Linked DNA regions of Zea mays: all the other regions are linked to region 3. Evidence: chromatin contacts called from public Hi-C data. All regions are on one chromosome and are shown on one strand. The core of a region is the stretch at or near the end of the contact, and the rest is flanking DNA. Distances in the headings are between cores, read along the strand shown. Region 1 holds the start of LOC100284127 (peroxisomal multifunctional enzyme type 2). Region 2 holds the start of LOC103637889 (bZIP transcription factor 46). Region 3 holds the start of LOC100281443 (GTP binding protein). Region 4 overlaps LOC103637892 (STOREKEEPER protein).

What was found. A called contact is a pair of places that touch in the nucleus more often than the background predicts.
Region 1: a Hi-C map of ear shows a contact between it and region 3, with 2.8 times the contacts expected there. The contact joins the promoter of LOC100284127 here to the promoter of LOC100281443 in region 3. A contact is called at or near these places in 2 of 25 Hi-C or Micro-C datasets (ear and tassel).
Region 2: a contact with region 3 is called in a Hi-C map of ear, with 2.9 times the contacts expected there. The contact joins the promoter of LOC103637889 here to the promoter of LOC100281443 in region 3. A contact is called at or near these places in 7 of 25 Hi-C or Micro-C datasets (bundle sheath, ear, leaf and 2 more).
Region 4: a contact with region 3 is called in a Hi-C map of endosperm, with 2.4 times the contacts expected there. The contact joins the enhancer-like site here to the promoter of LOC100281443 in region 3. A contact is called at or near these places in 3 of 25 Hi-C or Micro-C datasets (ear, endosperm and tassel).

Annotation. Positions count from the first base shown.
Region 1 is chr9:9,426,139-9,428,838 of Zm-B73-REFERENCE-NAM-5.0, forward strand. LOC100284127 (peroxisomal multifunctional enzyme type 2) reads right to left here and starts at 1,363. Exons shown (of 4, transcript NM_001157024.2): 1 at 1,056-1,363; 2 at 894-954; 3 at 703-802; 4 at 381-601. The coding sequence starts at 1,181. The coding sequence ends at 520.
Region 2 is chr9:9,482,414-9,485,113 of Zm-B73-REFERENCE-NAM-5.0, forward strand. It overlaps LOC103637889 (bZIP transcription factor 46), which reads right to left and starts at 1,438. Exons shown (of 4, transcript XM_008660908.4): 1 at 409-1,438. The coding sequence starts at 1,281. LOC111590174 (protein MAIN-LIKE 1-like) reads right to left here. Exons shown (of 3, transcript XM_023301105.2): 3 at 2,236-2,664. The coding sequence ends at 2,268. LOC111590157 (formin-like protein 5) reads right to left here. Exons shown (of 4, transcript XM_023301079.1): 4 at 2,531-2,621.
Region 3 is chr9:9,661,139-9,663,838 of Zm-B73-REFERENCE-NAM-5.0, forward strand. LOC100281443 (GTP binding protein) reads left to right here and starts at 1,264. Exons shown (of 1, transcript NM_001154361.2): 1 at 1,264-2,700. The coding sequence starts at 1,554.
Region 4 is chr9:9,794,659-9,797,358 of Zm-B73-REFERENCE-NAM-5.0, forward strand. It overlaps LOC103637892 (STOREKEEPER protein), which reads right to left. Exons shown (of 2, transcript XM_008660910.4): 2 at 2,078-2,403. Among protein-coding and RNA genes, the nearest start is that of LOC103637892, 9.8 kb to the right of the region's middle. Within about 2 kb of position 1,348, at least 8 of the 20 cell types and tissues checked have an H3K27ac peak or open chromatin away from gene starts, as enhancers often do. A contact at or near this core is called in endosperm, where this site is marked.

The DNA.
Region 1 (2,700 bases), core at 113-2,612, 230 kb before region 3:
ATGGCCACCTTTGCCCCTTCCCCCCAACCTATGGATCCACCCCTGAATGTTATGAAGTACTAACCTATCTATCAACAACGACCAGGGCCATAACAGAAACATGTTACTTTAGTAGGACGAGGAAAAATTGCTATTTTGCCACTCTCAGTTTTGACTCTCTGTTATTATGTCATCCCGTTTATTTGACTCTCAGCAGTGAGATGCAAAGCAGCATGGCACAATAAAGCTAAAACCTTTGCATAATCCCGCCCAAAGTAAGAGCATCGCCAATTTACCATTGCCAACATATAACTACTCAAGGGGCATCAACAAGCATTATTATACCACTCATCCTATTTTAAGAAGATAACGTAATCATGAGAAACGAACATTGAGCTTGATTTAAGTGGAAGTTCAACCATATCCAAATTCCCACCGAGAACGTGCTTTTCATGTTCCACTCATTGTATCTCGTACATAGTAATTGAAGCTTGCAAACATTATTATTCACCTCGACCAAGTAATACACAATCTAACCTTCTACAGCTTAGCAGGCTTGGGGAAGATGTCAGGGGTGAACTTCTGCGCCGCACTGATGCTCCCCTTGATTTTAATCGCCCCTCTGCACATCAACAGAGTCCATCAGCCTCGAAGAAACTACAACACAAAATTCTAAAGTACAACGAGAGAGAAAAAAACAAAGGTTGGTCTTGTTCTCCTAACCGAATGAATGCAATCTGCGGATTCGTCTTGCCGGTGGCGATTCCAAGGAAATCGTTGTCCGTGAAGGAGAAAGTGGCATCCGGCTTTCCCTGGTACGGCCCTGCGAATCATAAGCAAGGCTTCAGAACTCCAATACGGGCAACGGTAACTAGATATAAAAAAATAAGGTTGGAGGGCGGTAAAGGAGGAACCTTTGGTGACCTCGCCCTTCTTGAGGTCGACCACGAAGATCTCCTCATCAACGCCGATCTTCTGCAACGCGGAACACCGCGCAGGAATACGGGATCAGAAAGGCCGTCGATCTGGCCAGAATTTCACTCAATCTAGGGGTAGGGGGAGGGAGGGAACCGGACCTTGGGGGCGATGTTGAGCTGGTAGACGAGGCCGACCTTCTTGGTGACCTCCTTGCCGGCATCGGTGGCCAGGTGCTGGCGCATCAGCTCCAGGAGCTGCGCGGATTTGAGGCTGCTACTGTCCATCTCAGCGGACGAGCTGGGACTGGGAGTGGGATTAGCAGCGCGGATTAGAAACGGAGGTTGGAGAAGGGAGACGCCGGGCGCGAGAATAGGATGAGGGGTTTGCTCAGTTTTGATGGAAAGGATGAGTAGTTGCGGGAAGGAGAAGGCAATCAAAGCGGCAAGACGTGCAGGACTGCAGCTGCAAGCACGCCACGCCACGGCCCATGCTGGTTGCTGGATCTGGATCTGGATCTAGCTGGGGGCGGGTGGATGCCCTGGCCCTATCCGGGTGGTTACTGGTTAGCTGTTGGCACATCAGAACGACCGGCAGAACTTTCAATCAAAACGTCGAGTTGAGCAATTTTACAAATTTAAGGTCCGTTTGGTTTTGCTAGGCTAAAGCAAAAAGGCTAAAATCTAGCTAGTTTAAGGGCTAATGTATCAAACACAAAGACTAAAAAGGGGCTAAAACAGTTTAGCCCCGTTAGACCACCTTGTCAAGCTAAAGTATGCTAAAATCTTCACCTTTCCACCTAGTACCCTCCCCACTAGCGACCATGCAACACCTAGTTGTTTTGGCGCCGGATATTTTGGTCTTTATGAACAATATTAATTGCTTTAGTAACTATTTCGGTTAGATGATTTAAACTGGGTGTGCTAAATTTTAGTCTCTAAACTTTAGCTATTTTACTTTAGCCACGAGAACCAAACATGTCTTTATCAGAGAATGAGAGTCAGGGATGAACGAGGTAAAGTAAGAGGTATAAGAGGATGATTTTAGTTCTTTAATTTAATACTAGCTGAGTGTCCGTGCGTTGCAACGGGAATATATAATACCAGCATACTACGATAACTTATATACAAAATGTGTGTTATATTGTTATGAGAAAATGTTTCATAATCAATTTGTGATCCTAGCCATAAATAAATTTTGTTATTTTAATCTAATTGTTTCACCACTAGATTGCAACCATCAGTATCATGCAGACTTCGATATATGACACGATTTGTATGGTCTCATCATTGGAGAGCACATTCCACATATGATGAAAGAAATTCTCTCGTACATCGTTAGTCATCAGACACGCACCACCATACGCTCTTGCTTAAACAAAATGGTAAGTGTGTGTGTTTGCGAAGAGAATTAAAGACAGACCGGCACAAAAGCTACCCTGACGGTGGCGAGGATGACGAACTGGTCACTGTTGTCGATCCTCCTCTGCGTCACCTCCGGCGCCAAGATGACGCCACAATCCTCGATATAGTAGTCGTCGAACGCATGCGACATGACGAGTACCGATGACTCTTGGTTGGGCTGCCAAACAAAGTGCACCTCGGGCTCATCAGCGAGGTAGTACCCCTAGCCGTTGCACCACCGGATGCGCTACTCCACTACATACATCATGTCCGAGGACACTCACACAACGTTAGCAACGTCCATCGTCCCAGCGCACAAGAATTCATGTCCGGTCAGTAGCGACTTACGTGGCAGGTTGGGCTTCAGGTGGACGATGAGCTGGACAGCGTGATGGCGTCGTCG
Region 2 (2,700 bases), core at 188-2,687, 180 kb before region 3:
TCAATGAGGTGGTTGAAATGATGAAGTCTGTGAGACTGGAATGTGTACCACCATCTCCCAAATTAACAAACTTATCCAGTGTCTCAGCCTTTCTGAATCTGAGATGGTCAAGCTGAACCATGGCTCATTCCCAGATTCGAGAGGCATACCTCTTTAGATGAAGATAAGAGTATTATACAATGGCAACTTGCTATTTGTAGAGGCTACTTAGCAATAAATTAACATCGAAGAGCTAAACTGGAAGTGGCAGATCACATCAAGTGAATAAAGTACAACATAATCGAGAGGCATACCAAATATAGTCACCATGGAGTTCCATTTGCGACAAGTTTTTACTATAATTAAGCCAAAGATGCAGTATGGTTAACGGACAGCATAGCAGATCCACTGAAAGAAGAAAGGCTCCACCTGCTTCCTCGCACGCGACCTGGCGGCCGACTCCCTGTTCTTGATCATGCGGCGCTGCCTCCTCTCCACCACCTTCTCGACGGTGGGTCCCTTCCGCATCCTCAGCGCAGTGTCGAACGGATACGGCACCGGCGACAGCGACGACAGATCACCCGCCTCCACCTTTCCCAACCCGTTGAACACGACCGGCGTCGTCGGAGCCGCCACCGTCACCCCTCCTCCGAGGCCCTGCCCGACGACCCCGGCCACCATCCCGTTTCCCAGCTGCAGGGTCTGCGGCGCGACCGCATTCCCCTGGGAGAAAAGCCCCTGCGCGTGCGGCTGCAGCAGGAGGGTCTGGTGCCCCCCCATGTCCTCACGAACCACGCCGGCGCGTACCAGGAACTCCTCCAGAGTCATGGACCCCAGCGTCTGCTGCGCCTGCGCCTGCGCCGGCAGCGGCGCGGGCGCGGGCGCGGGCTCGGGCTCGGGCGCGGGAGCGGGAGCGGGAGCCGCAACCTGCTGCGCGTCCTCGCCGCTGGTGAGGCTCACGATCTCGCGCCAGACCTCGTCGACCGTCTTCTGGCTGAGTGTGCGGGGCAGCGTGAAGGAGCCCTGGCGCTGGATGGGCGCCCCGTGCTGCTGCTGCTGCTGCTGCTGCGCGTGCGCGTCCACGGATGCGGCCGCCGTGGCCGTGGCCGTGGCCGGGGCGGCCGCAGCCATGGCGTTAGACTCCTCGGCTGTCCAGATGTTGCGCAGCAGCTCGTCCATGTTCATGGAGCCGAAGTCCTTGCTGGCGCCGCCGAGCGTGGTCTGGAACTCGTCGAACGTGAGCGAGTAGACCGAGCCCTGCCGCGCCAGCGCTGGGGCCCCGCTCCCTGCCGGCATCTCCATCTTCCCCGCCTACCGCCTTCTTCTCCTCTCCTCTCCGCTCCGCTCCGCTCTCAAATCCTACCGGAATTCAATTCCGCGCCTGGACTGCTGCTCTGAAAAACCAGAGGCGGATGCAGAGGGAAAGGGGGCGGTGAACAGAGCAGTCGACTTTATAGCCGGGCAGCGGCAGAAGCGACAGGAGGTCCAACTTTTTTGCAATTTGGCCCTTTTCGAGTTTTTTTCCCACATTTATGCCCCTGGCAGTTTCATTTCAAAAAATGGACCCTTAGCTCGGCGCCGTCATCATTGGCGCCGAGCTTGTGTGTGCCGGCGCCAATACTATTGGCGCTTATACGTCAGACGCCGGTGTGATCTGGATTGACGTGGCACGTACCTCGGCGCCATAGATCTTGGCGCCGAGGTAGGCGCCCGGTCAACGACGCCTACCTCGGCGCCAAGATCTATGGCGCCGAGGTACGTGCCTATAAATAGTACCCTACGTCTGGCTTGTTGCTGTGCTCATTTCAATTCTTCTAAACTAGAGATGTCTAGGCGTGGTAAATATGCTAAACAAAGGTAAGTTTTGGATCTGCCTCTTATTTTGTGAGTCTATTATATTTCTGATTGTTATAGAGTTTATGGAAATTTAGGAAGGGTCCTTTGACCGGAACTGCCTTCGACCCGTTGCCTTTGCCAAGTGGTGTTCCAGTGCCTATGTGTTTTTGTGGTGATCCTTGTAAGGTCGATAAGTCTGAAGATCATGACACCTATCGACAGAGGTATTGGATGTGTGCTAACTTTGCATTTGAGCCAACTGTTGTTCAACGTCGGATGAATTTAATGGTGAGAATAGTCTTGTAATATGTTTACATTTGTGAATGTTTTTGTAAATGTTTTTTTGCGTACTAATAATTGCACATTTTGTAGACTCCTCCACCGCTATGTGATTTTGAGCAGTGGATTGACACCGAAATATCAGAGAAAGATAAGAAGTGGCTGGAGAATCTTCAAAAGTGGGATGCAGAGGACAAAGAGAGGATGAAAAACATGTGCAAGATCCAAGACGCGCAGTCTCCTGTGGCGTCTGGGAAGAGGACACAACCAAACATGTGCAAGATCCAAGCTCGACAATAGAACTGGACTGTAGCCTCATCAGCATCAGCAGGGCACACACCAAAAGACTGACGGAGCCATGTGATGCCTACTCCAGCAGTCCGTTCAACGCCCTCAGCAGGAAGCTCCCTACCAAGAAAGGCCTCAACTCTAGCCCTCCATCCGTCAGAGTCACATTGGCCTGTCACTGCTCTGCCACCAACATTGAGTCCAAGTATCTTCTGTGCATCCTCTAATGTGACTGTCATCTCACCAAAAGGAAGATGAAAACTATGTGTCTCAGGACGCCACCTACATAATTAAAAAAATAGTGTAAAAGAGCTCAAT
Region 3 (2,700 bases), core at 14-2,513:
AGGACCGTCAATCCACTGGAAAAAGAAACACCTCAGGTGCTCCTAAAATAATGGAACGAAGCATTATTGCACATCTAGTAAACAAAAAATCGGACAATATTAAGTCACAAGTCATAAGCTACGTACGTTAAAACCGCCAAAAAGGTAGAAGCAGCGAGCAGCCGTGTCTGGATGTTTCGATTAACATACCCAAGCCAGTCTGCCACAGTCATAGTTAGGCACAGGAAGTTCAGGAGGAACAGGAGCATCCTTACTAGATACGTCCGGATATAACTCCCGAGGACGACCTCTCTTCTGCCACAACGCCTCCCGGTACATGTCTTTCATCTAAGAAACTATTATAATTAACACTTGTACCTAATAGACTTTATAATCGGTTTACACAAACTATCAAATCAAATGTACTCATCATATTAACGATACTCTATATTTTATAAGCAACATTGGAAACTAATAATCGAAAAATTACAACCCAATATACAAAATGAATCAGTGAGACACCATACCTTGGTCTACGAAGTGTTGCAACTCGAAACTTTGAATACAACAACTTTTGACGAAGTTTTGAATTGAGGGGAGATGTGGTCTACTCGGCCAGCAGCGCGGCCGTTTTATAGGCCTCCGTAGCTCGGCGCCAAGATCTGTGGCGCCGAGCTACGGCGCCGCGTCGACGCCACGTCAGCCCTAGCCGCAGGAGCCGTTAGTGCCACGTCACAGCTCGGCGCCATAGGCTATGGCGCCGAGCTGTGTTACCTCGGCGCCATAGCCTATGGCGCCGAGTATCAGGTCCAAAAATGCATTTAAGTTTTCTGGGGGTCTATTTGTAAATTTTTGTCAAAAAAGGGTTAAAAACAAAAAATTCGGCTGGAGCTACTGGTATCCGAGACACTGTGACTGTAATTCTCCAGGTGCTACATTGTTCTTATGAACAACAAAAGGATTTCTTAACCACGAAGAGTTGTTTTCCTTGTCACTTCCAACTTCAAAGCCGCCTCTTGTGCCAAACTAATTCTCCCATCCTCTTTCTGCGATCTTACAGGATACTAAAGAATCACAGCATCGGTACAGGAATTTGAACCGATTTTACACTTCCTCGTCTCATCAACCATCTTGAAAGCAGTGGCGGAGGCCCGGCCCGGCCCAGCCAGCCCAGCCACGTGCCCAGAATTTGGCCTGCTGTGGCCCAGCAAGAATCGGCTGCCAACCCAACCCGCTGCGCTAAGCCGCTAGTTGGCTAACTCGCCCTCACCGCGTCACGCCGTCACTCCCGCCCACACCGCCGCGCCCCCAGCGCCTGCCCGCGCCAGCCAGGTGCGCCCTCGCCTCAGCCCGCGTCGGCAAGGCGCACTCCCGCCCCTGCCCGCTCCGGCCAGGTGCGCCCTCGCCTCAGCCCGCGCCGGCAAGGCGCACCCCCGCCTCAGCCCGCGCATGGCAGAAATGTATTTCTGACTCCTTTCAGTTTACTTCCCTGACCACCTTGCTTCTACCGAAGAGTTTCCACGTCACTGCAAAATCACTTGTCCCTCAAACCCTCCTATCAGAACCACGATTCGATGCATCGCCTTGCCCGCCCAGTCTACACCCTGCTCAACTCCTCCATGAGGAGTGGTCCCTGCGGGCTCGCCACGGACGCACAAGGGCTGTTCAACGGAATGCCTCCACCGAAACTGCCAAGCCACGCGCTGTTTGGCCATGCCTGCCAGGTGCTCGGCCGAACACACGTTTCACAGTTTTGTACCGTGGCTCGGCAGTCCACGGATGAGCGCGCTAGTGCAGAGCCACTGCGATTCACAGTCACACCGGGTGACGCCTTTGGGGATGGCCCGCCTGTGGGCATGTCAGAGGCTGCTAAGATGGTGTGTCGTATTGTATCCACGCAGCCAGAACCAAAGATCGCGTCGACACTTGATGCGCTTGGGGTGGCCGTGTCCCCAGAGCTGGTAGCTGAAGTGCTCAAGAACTTGAGCAATGCTGGGATGTTAGCACTTGCCTTCTTCCGCTGGGCAGAGAGGCAGGAGGGCTTCAGTTACACGGCTGAGGGCTTCCACAACCTGATTGAGGCGCTGGGAAAGATCAAGCAGTTCAGGCTGGTGTGGAGCTTGGTGGAGACCATGCGGTGCCGGGGCTTGCTATCTAAGGACACATTCAAGCTCATAGTCCGAAGGTACGCTCGGGCTAGAAAGGTCAAAGAGGCTGTTGAGACATTCGAGAAGATGAGCATTTTTGGGCTTAAAACTGAGTTATCAGATTACAACTGGCTGATTGACACGCTAAGCAAATCCAAACAAGTGAAGAAGGCGCAAGCCATCTATAAGGAGATGAAGAGGAAGGGTAAGTTTGTACCTGATTTGAAAACCTACACTGTCCTCATGGAAGGTTGGGGCCATGAGAAAGATCTGTTGATGGTGAAAACAATGTACCAAGAAATGATTGATGCTGGCATCAGGCCTGATGTTGTTGCCTACGGGATGCTGATTAGCGCCTTCTGCAAGTCTGGCAAATGTGATGAGGCCATCAAGGTGTTCTACGAGATGGAAGCAAGTGGTTGCATGCCAAGTCCTCATGTCTACTGCATGCTTATCAATGGCCTTGGCTCGGAGGAGAGGCTTGATGAAGCTTTGAAGTACTTTGAGCATTACAAGAAAAGTGGGTTCCCCATGGAGGTGCCTACTTGCAATGCGGTAGTTGGAGCTTACTGCA
Region 4 (2,700 bases), core at 98-2,597, 130 kb after region 3:
TCCGGCCCTGATTGGCGCGCGCAAAGGGAGGGGGGGGGGGGGGGGGGGGGGGGGGGGGGGGGGGGAGAGCTCCATCCACGACGTGCGTGCGCGTAGATTGGCGATGACGTGCCGGCAACCACGTACGGCGCGCCATTTGCTCACGAGAAACAGCGTGGAAAATTGAATAATCCATGCATGCATGGGGATCCAAATAAATCAAAATCAGAATCAGAATCATGATCAAAATCAGAGGGTGGGCCAGCCGGGGCCTACTACATACCCTGTCGACCACCACCCTCTAGATCATCCGCCACTGCTTCGGTCGTTTAACATAATAAAACATAATATGACAATTTGCTGATCGATGATTGGTTTCAGCTTGGCGACAGAGCAACAGATTCAGATACAAGGGTAATGCAATCTGTGTCCTGACATCTGGGAGCTAGGTCGTCGTCGTCGTCGGTCTAACTAACCTCCCTGTGTCCAATTTGGTAAGTCCTAGGATTCCCTGATGAAGGTTTGTGTCCTTGCTTACCACCGATGCAAATTGGACGGTGGTAAAGCCGTGTGGGTAAACTAAACTAAACTAATCACCAGGCCACAAGCCCATGCACTAGCTTTTTTAAGCTAGTGGCACGGTGACTAGCACTAGCTAGTCTGTCGTGATTATTTTTTCAGGAGGCATAGACGACGACAGTGTAAACACGCTGTCCAATGCGCCATGATCTTGCCGTGCAAGCTGCAAGACCATATGGACCGGATCGATCCACCTGGCTTTGCCCAGCGTTCTCGCGAAAAAGAAATCGTAGCAGAGGGGGCAGCCAAAGATCTCAGACAGCTAGCCAGCTGCGCTTTGAGTTTGAGGCACACCCTGCTGTCGTCAACGTGCAATGGCGAGAGTGCAATGGCTAGCCAGCTGCTCTGCTGATGACACGGGTATAACGACGCTGATGGCAAGGAGTCTACAGTAGCTGATACACCGATGGGCGATGGCAAGCAAAATGCTGACTCGTCGTCTCCCTCACAAGTCACAAGTACGCTCGCACAAACGGAGGGCCCCGGCCGGCTGCTAGTGGATACACCAATGCAATGCAACAACGGCAAGCAAGGCGTGGTCGTTGTCTGTGTGTGCCTTTTGGCAGTACGTGATCGTGAATTCGCAACACTCGAGTGTGCAATGTAGGCCACTGGGACCCGTTTGTTTATTCATTCATCCTAATCGAAAACGCGCGCGAGAGAGATCTAGAGAGGAGCGACGTCTCCCTCTGAGCGTCCTTGGGCAACAGGGAGGCTTCGAGTCCTTTGCTGCTGCCGCGCCACTGCATGCACCACCGAGTGCCCTCAATTCAGTCGTCCTAATCACAAATCTGACATTTTAGTCGAAGCTGCAATTCGACAGATGTGGGGTTTAGATCTGGCCACGCATGAAGCCTACGGCCTACCCATCCAGCAGCGAGCAGTCACTGCAGATTGAAGGATAGTATTAGAGCAAGAACACAGTAGTGCACCCTTACCTGATACGACTCTTGATACATCGGTTCACTTCGAATTTACGGATATCTATGGCGCAAATTATTTCACATGGGATTATAGCCTCATCTGTCTGCTCTATTTGGTCAGAAAATTGCTCAAGATATTATACTGGACCCTGATTGTAGGATGTTTGGTTTCTAGAGACTAATTTTTAGTCCCTCTATTTTATTTTATTTTAGTCACTAAATTGCTAAATATAAAAACTAAAATTTTCTTTTAGTTTCTATATTTAATAATTTAAAAACTAAAATGAAATCAAATGGAAGGACAAAAAATTAGTGCCTAGAAATAAACACCCTTCAAGAGCAAGAATTCTCCACTGGCTGCAGCCACAGAGGAATGCACACATGTCTCTGCACGAAAACAGATCCCCCGATCGAGGCACCCGGCACAAGGAAGCCGGCATCTGGCTCTTCCAACTCCTTTAGCTGCTCAACGAACCTGTAAACACAAGATGGTTGATTTTCTCTTGCGCTTCTCCAACGGTGGTGGCGACGGTGTCGGCACCAATCGTCATGTACTTGCTCAAATAACATTCAGCTCAGTTAAACAGTCGGCCTCGTTGACCATTCTGAAACACAGCATCATCATCATCGCAATAATACTTGGCGAATGATTTACAGAAAATGTAGCGTTAGTATGAAGGCTGTCTGATCACAGACCAAGCTGATACATTAGTGAAATGAACATCTCCAGACCTAAGCGACTTAGACAATCATTGAATAGTTCAAGAACTAGACATAAATTGAGACCACTGATTCGTGCAAACCCCCCTACATCACCTCACACCGTGTTAGGTTTGTCAGTCAGCAACCAAGAGGTCGCGTTGATCAGCCTACAAAATAACATCCCACCTATGTATCCAGCTATGTACTCCATCAACTGCATCTGCAAAAGAAATTCAGCTTTAGTAGCAGATAAACAGTTTCCTTACAATCAAAACTATGCAAATATTCCAAAGGTATAACTAGGACTATCTGAATACAGGTTTTGAAAGAGTTGCTTTCACTACATTCGGTAGCAGAAAATAAAAATGTCAGTAGAGAGTACTAAAATGAGCTGAAAGATCTTAATTAGGCTCTTAAAAAAGCATAACATAACTAAGAGCACAACATGCACTGTGCTTGTCACAACTTGCAATATTCAAATGGTGTAGCATGTGCAAGAAGCAAATTTTGTTTTCAT